2 separate regions of the Mus musculus genome follow, and region 2 is linked to region 1. The links are chromatin contacts, called in public Hi-C maps. All regions are on one chromosome and are shown on one strand. Each heading gives the region's core, a stretch centred on a gene start, on an enhancer-like site or on the middle of the called end of the contact. The rest is flanking DNA. Distances are from core to core; before and after follow the strand shown.

The links. A called contact is a pair of places that touch in the nucleus more often than the background predicts.
Region 2: a contact with region 1 is called in a Hi-C map of cortical neurons, with 2.7 times the contacts expected there. The contact joins two enhancer-like sites. A contact is called at or near these places in 2 of 484 Hi-C or Micro-C datasets (both in cortical neurons) and 3 of 115 datasets of contacts at active chromatin or transcription factors (the NIH/3T3 cell line, astrocytes and bone marrow-derived dendritic cells).

What each region holds. Positions count from the first base shown.
Region 1 is chr15:67,787,273-67,790,241 of GRCm38.p6, forward strand. No RefSeq gene overlaps it. Among named protein-coding and RNA genes, the nearest start is that of Zfat, 470 kb to the right of the region's middle. Within about 2 kb of position 1,534, at least 1 of the 459 cell types and tissues checked has an H3K27ac peak or open chromatin away from gene starts, as enhancers often do. A contact at or near this core is called in cortical neurons, where this site is marked.
Region 2 is chr15:68,203,751-68,206,719 of GRCm38.p6, forward strand. The region is part of intron 3 of Zfat (zinc finger and AT hook domain containing); the gene reads right to left. Among named protein-coding and RNA genes, the nearest start is that of Zfat, 54 kb to the right of the region's middle. Within about 2 kb of position 1,556, at least 25 of the 459 cell types and tissues checked have an H3K27ac peak or open chromatin away from gene starts, as enhancers often do. A contact at or near this core is called in cortical neurons, where this site is marked.

The sequences.
Region 1 (2,969 bases), core at 284-2,783:
GGAGCAGCTGGAGGCAGGTGCACTCCCAGACAGAGGATGACAACCTCAGAGCTGAGCTCAGAATGTCAGCTCAGGACACACAGTGACTTCAGCTGGAAAGCCATATGGCTTTTCCTCAAAGATTACTTTAATTAAACTGTAATTTTTTATATAGTTACAGATTCATAACCATAATTGTAGCTTCACATACAGAGATTTCCCTGTGTCTCCTCACGGTTTTTCTTCATGGATAACAACTTTCAGGGCTGGGGTGAAGTCTCATAGCCGAATGTTGACAATGAAGCCACCCACTGACCTGTTTCATACGATGTAGGTTTACTTCGACACATGCGTACAATTTGATCCTTAGTGTGGATTCAGATGTCCACTCCAACAGTACTGAGAAAGAATGGTTCTGTCCTCAAGAGAATGCCTCTTGTTGCCCTTTCTAAGAACACTTCCATCAGACCCTCCACAATAACCCCTCTGGCAGCCACAACTCTCGTCTGCAAACTTGTAACTTATCTACTTCAAAACAATCACAATGTCTACAAACCCTTTGGGGTTTCGTCTTTTAGAGATCCTTAATTGACAGTTTCTTATTTATATAATGAATTCATGTTGTTGTTGTTGTTGTTGTTACCCTGCCAGTCCCTTCTCTCAGTGCCCTCTTCTGCTAGAGCCATTCTCAAGGAGACCTGCTCTTACTTCTGTACCTTCTTTCTGTGTGCTCCAATGCATTTAATGAGTTTCTTGCCCAACTGTGGGTGGCAGTTAATTTACTGGAGCAAGGAAAACTTATGAATGGTGAAGCTATTTTAAAAAAGAAAGAGAGAGATACCCTCTTCCAACAACCATTAATTGCCCATAGTCACTCAGAGAGAGGAGAGGTTTAGTAAGACCCTCCCCCAACTGGGATAAAATGTTGAGGTCATATTATGTCACTATTTGCAGGCATTATGCAAATAATCATGCCTACAGGGAATTCCTGAGAGCAGTGGTTCCTTTTGCTGTTTGTTTGTTTGTTTGTTTGTTTGTTTGTTTGTTTTCTGCTCATCTCCCCTTCCTCCGGCTCTCAGGCTCTTTCATTCCCTCTTCTGGAAAGTTCACTGAGCCTTGGACACAGCAGCATATGCTGAAGTCTCAGAGACAGAAACAAATGGCATTTTATGCAGCATGTTCCTCCGAAGAGCCATCGAGGTTGCTATGTGCTTTGGTGGTTTCTTGTCTTCCATTTTTGGATACATGGCATACCATAGATGGACAGTGGCTAGTTTAACCCTTCAAATGACAAAGGGCTTGTGGTTGTTTCCAGCTTGGGAACACGGAAATAAACCTCACAAAATTTTCATGTGCCATGCATTGCTTTGTGTGTGTGTGTGTGTGTGTGTGTGTGTACATAAATCTATATCTCTCTAGGGAAAATATTCAGATCCACACATTCTGGATTGTAGATGCATCTGTTCTTTTTTAAGAGAAACTACCCAACTGTCTTCTGAGCTGTTTTCTGGCATAGTCAGCAGCTGCCTCTGCCTTTGATGTTTCCACTGGTTTAGATTTTAACTATCCTGGTGGGTGGGCAGTCAGGCATTACTGTGTTTTATCCTGCATCTCCCCAGTAGCAAATGATGTTATCTGTCTTTTAAAGTCCTTATTTACCATCTGTATATCCTCTTCAGTGAATGAGCTGTCCAAGCCTATTCTCCATTTTATGTTTGGATTTAATTGAATATAAAATTTTGGATTTTAAGAGATTTGGCTTTTTTAGTTGTTTTCTATGGATCTATTTTTCACTTTCTAAATGGTATCCTTGATTGAATAGATGGTCTGGAAATTTGGAAATATAGTCTCCCAATCTGTAGCAAGTCTTTTTTTTTTTTTCTGCTAATAGAACTTTGCAATGTAAAAGGTTTTTTTTTTTTTTTTTTTTTTTTTTTTTTAATTCAGGGAATGGGAGACTTTTAAGTAAAACCTTACATAAACCACACTTTTACTTTAAGTTCAAAATCCCTTTGCCAAGACACTAACACTAAAGATTGTTTCTCATAGTTGGGGGGATGAGGGGCGTGTGTGTGTGTGTGTGTGTGTGTGTATGTATGTGTATGTGTGTGCTTTCTCTCCTATGCACATAAATTAAGAGACAGGAGAGCAACAGCATCTTCTCTGTCATTTACCACCTATCATTTTCCTTTCTTTTCTTTCTTTCATTTTATTTTGTTTTATCTTATTTTATTTTGTTTTGTTGGAGTCAGGGTCTCTCACTGTACCCAGAGCTCACTGTCTCTGCAGCACTGGCCAGTCCGTGAGCCCCGAGGATCCAACTGTCTTCTTCCTACCAGTGCTGAGATTGCAGGCATGCAAGGCTGCACTTGGCTTTTATGTAGGTTCTTAGGATCCAAAGTCAGATGCTCACGTACTCTGCTACCTCCCTATCCTCTCCTTCAGCCTTTCAAGTGTTTTAGAGTTTATGTTTTAGTTTGTGGGTCTGCTTTTTTGAACAAATTTTGATGAAAAGAGAATGAGAGAGAGCAATGAACCTAAGAAGAAGAGAAACACATTCTTCTAGGTTGCCATTCACTCTTCATTCATTCATTCAGTCAGCCAAGCTGTCAATCATGACCCTATATAGCATGGACTTCCCGTGAGACAAGGTCACTTAGTTTTCTTCTATTGGAGAACACAGCAGCTCCCTCTCTTTCAAAAATGGCAATGGAAAAACCCATCTATAACCACTAGAAGCACGAAGATACACCAAGTCTGGCCCTCTGTTTCCTGAAATCTCTCCCTTCCGCAATGCCAGGGTAGCCAAAGATTCCAATAAAGCAAGGAGAATGTGCAGATTTGTGGTTCACACAGGGCAAGACTTCATAGGGAACAATGCTAAATGAGCTCAGTGAACAATCACTAAAGAGTTCTATTTAACCTCTCCAAAGCTCTCCACAAGGAATGGTACAGGTCGGCCTCCCACCTGGCATGGCTTTAGCACACCC
Region 2 (2,969 bases), core at 306-2,805, 420 kb after region 1:
ATCTCCTGCCTTTGTCTCTTATTCTCTGTCCTTTGTTCCTCTGGGCAAACAGATCTCCTTTGTGCTGAGGACAGTCTTGGGGTGTCCTAGTCTGCTATCTTTTCCTAATGTTCCCTGAGTTGTTAGGAGGGGGAAAAAAAAAGCAACGAAAAGGCAGCAAAAAGAAACAGAGCCATCACTCACTTTCCCAAGGAGAAATGTGTGCTGGTCAGAAGGCCACCTGCAGACTCTCAAATGCAACTCAGAACTATCCTCATCAAGTGTCCAGCAACTGTCACAAGCAACTGTGTCATAAGGCACAGAGCTGAAGGAAGTACAGTCGAAAACTCCAGGAGAACACAGTGTGTCTTCAAGAAGACCTGGAAACTACTGTGTGTTCTTCCATAGGAATGTTTAACAAGAGCAGTGGGGAGTTTCACAGTTCTCTTTTCAGGGAATGACCCCAGTAATAGGAAACTTTGGGGGCTCAGAAGCCACTTTCACAAGCTTCACATATTGATTTCTGCAGGCTGAAAAATGTTTTTCAAAAACACCAGCTGTTCCTCATCACAACAGGGGAAAAAACTCTTTTCCCAGTTCCTCTTACTATTGAAATGCAGAATAAAATAAATAAATGTTGGATACATATTCTAAATGTTATTTTAACTTGCCAGGGTTCAGAGGAGAGAGAGAAAACACTTATTTTGCTTTCATCTAATTGTTTTAACAAGCTCTGGAGTCAAGGTCAATTTCTGAAATGTCACTGAAGTGCTCTTTACAGTGCATGTGCTGGAAGAATTATGTGACTATTTTCCGATTGTAATGTTGTGCTTGGTAGCCTAGGGAGCACCGTGCAGTATGTTGAGCTCAGCCCGAGGCAGCTGGGCATAAGGGCACTTCTACAGACTTGAGAGGCGTCCACCCAGACCAGAGGTGGGGAAAACAACGAGGCTCTACCTTCCCGTTAGGTATCTGTGAAATTGAAGACCTTTTAGGCCACGGGGATCAGTGACGGATGAGGATGTTTTCCACGGGGCTTATTACTATGTATACTGATAATCCTGTGAGGAGGACGGTGCCTGCCTGCCTTGCTACAGTCACTGCCTAATTATCACAGAATGTACTGCCAACAGTACGAAGCTTGCAGAGGAACTTTGATTTCTTACTAAGGTACAGGAAACCCTCCCTGCCAGAGGCCTGGGGAAAGAGTGTGCTCTGTCCCCCTAAGGCAGAGATAACAGGGATTTCTAAGGCAGGAATGTGGTAGCTCAGGACACAGCCTGAAAGAGCAGATCTTGCTCCTTACCTCCCCCCAACGGGGACACTGGATAAACACCTTGGCTAGACTTAAATTCCTCAGGGACTAAATTAGAAAAGGAGCTTAAATGCCCAGTTCTTTTTTAACCAATCTTACAGAAACACATACTGTGTTGTTCAGTTTACACAGCATTCTCAGAATGACAAAATCACAGATTTGGAGACTAGATCAGTGGGCAAGTGTTGGGAGACCAATGTGGGTAAAAGAGCAGCAACAGGTGAGCTTTGAGGGAACAGGGCAACTCTGCCACCTGCTGGCAATATGGCTGACAAATCTATACAGGCAACAAGTGACTGAACCACAGGGCACACTGGGAATCTTGATACTCCTTGGCTCTGTGTGAGGGGTGGGGACATGGGGCCGTTTTGCACTGTCTTTGCAACTCCAAAGCACAATGTTTAATTTTAAGGGGTTTTTAGACTTTGAATTGCAAGACCCTATCTTCTCTGTAGACCTTATATTTTTAAATAATTCATTAACTAAATAATATTTATTAAGAATTTCTTTACATTAATGTATTGGTTTTGTGTGTGTGTGTGTGTGTGTCCTTACTTCTCAAGTTATGGAGAAATACAATTTCCAAATTATAACTTTAAAATATGTAGACTGAATGAAAGCACACCAGAAACAAAAATATACAGAAGTATATTTTCATCATTGGAGGACATGATGACAGTTGTCTACGCTAGTATAAAAAAGAGTAGAAAAGAAATGCAAAAGACATTAGAGAGTAAATGATAAACTGTGGGAAATAATTTAAGTACATAGGACAGTCCAGATGCAGAGTGAGTTAATCATATGAATGAGGACTACCCCAGCCATCTACGAACACAAATAGCCAATAACCTAGCCATGTACATAGAGAATCCATTCCTCATGAGTGGCCACAGATTGAAAGTTTTAAAGCCTGCTTTGCATGAGAACAGCAGGATAACTACTGACTCAGTGGAGGCCAAGAGGACAAAGGCAAGGTGGACACAGTCTCAGCTGGAAGGGAGCAGGGAGACCTGAGGTGGCAGGTCATTCTGACAACAGCCACATGTGCTGAAATGTAAAGCGGTCCTTCTTCACCCCCAAACCATGTGATGAGGCCTGTACCGAAGTCAAAATAACATGCAAAGACTAATGATAAAACTGCATGTTAAATACTACATTAAAACAGTACTAGCCTGGTGGTGGTGGCACACGCCTTTAATCCCAGCACTTGGGAGGCAGAGGCAGGCAGATTTCTGAGTTCGAGGCCAGCCTGGTTCTACAAAGTGAGTTCCAGGACAGGCAAGGCTATACAGAGAAACCCTGTCTCAAAAACAAGCAAAGAAACAAAAACAAACAAACAAAAAACAGTACTAATGCCCCGGGACTATAGAACTATGCAAAAATGTCATATGGCTTTTAAAAATGACAACAGTTGACATTTGCTAATTGTTTGGGGTTGTGACACCTAGCAAAACAGTCACAAGTATCATATACAGGCTGTCAATATTTTTCAAAATGGAAGTAGTAGTGATACATTCCTTTAATTCCAGCAGTACAGAGGCTTACAAAAAACAGATCTCGAACAACAATATGAACTAACCAGTACCCTGGAGCTCTTGACTCTAGCTGCATATGTATCAAAAGATGGCCTAGTCGGCCATCACTGGAAAGAGAGGCCCATTGGACATGCAAACTT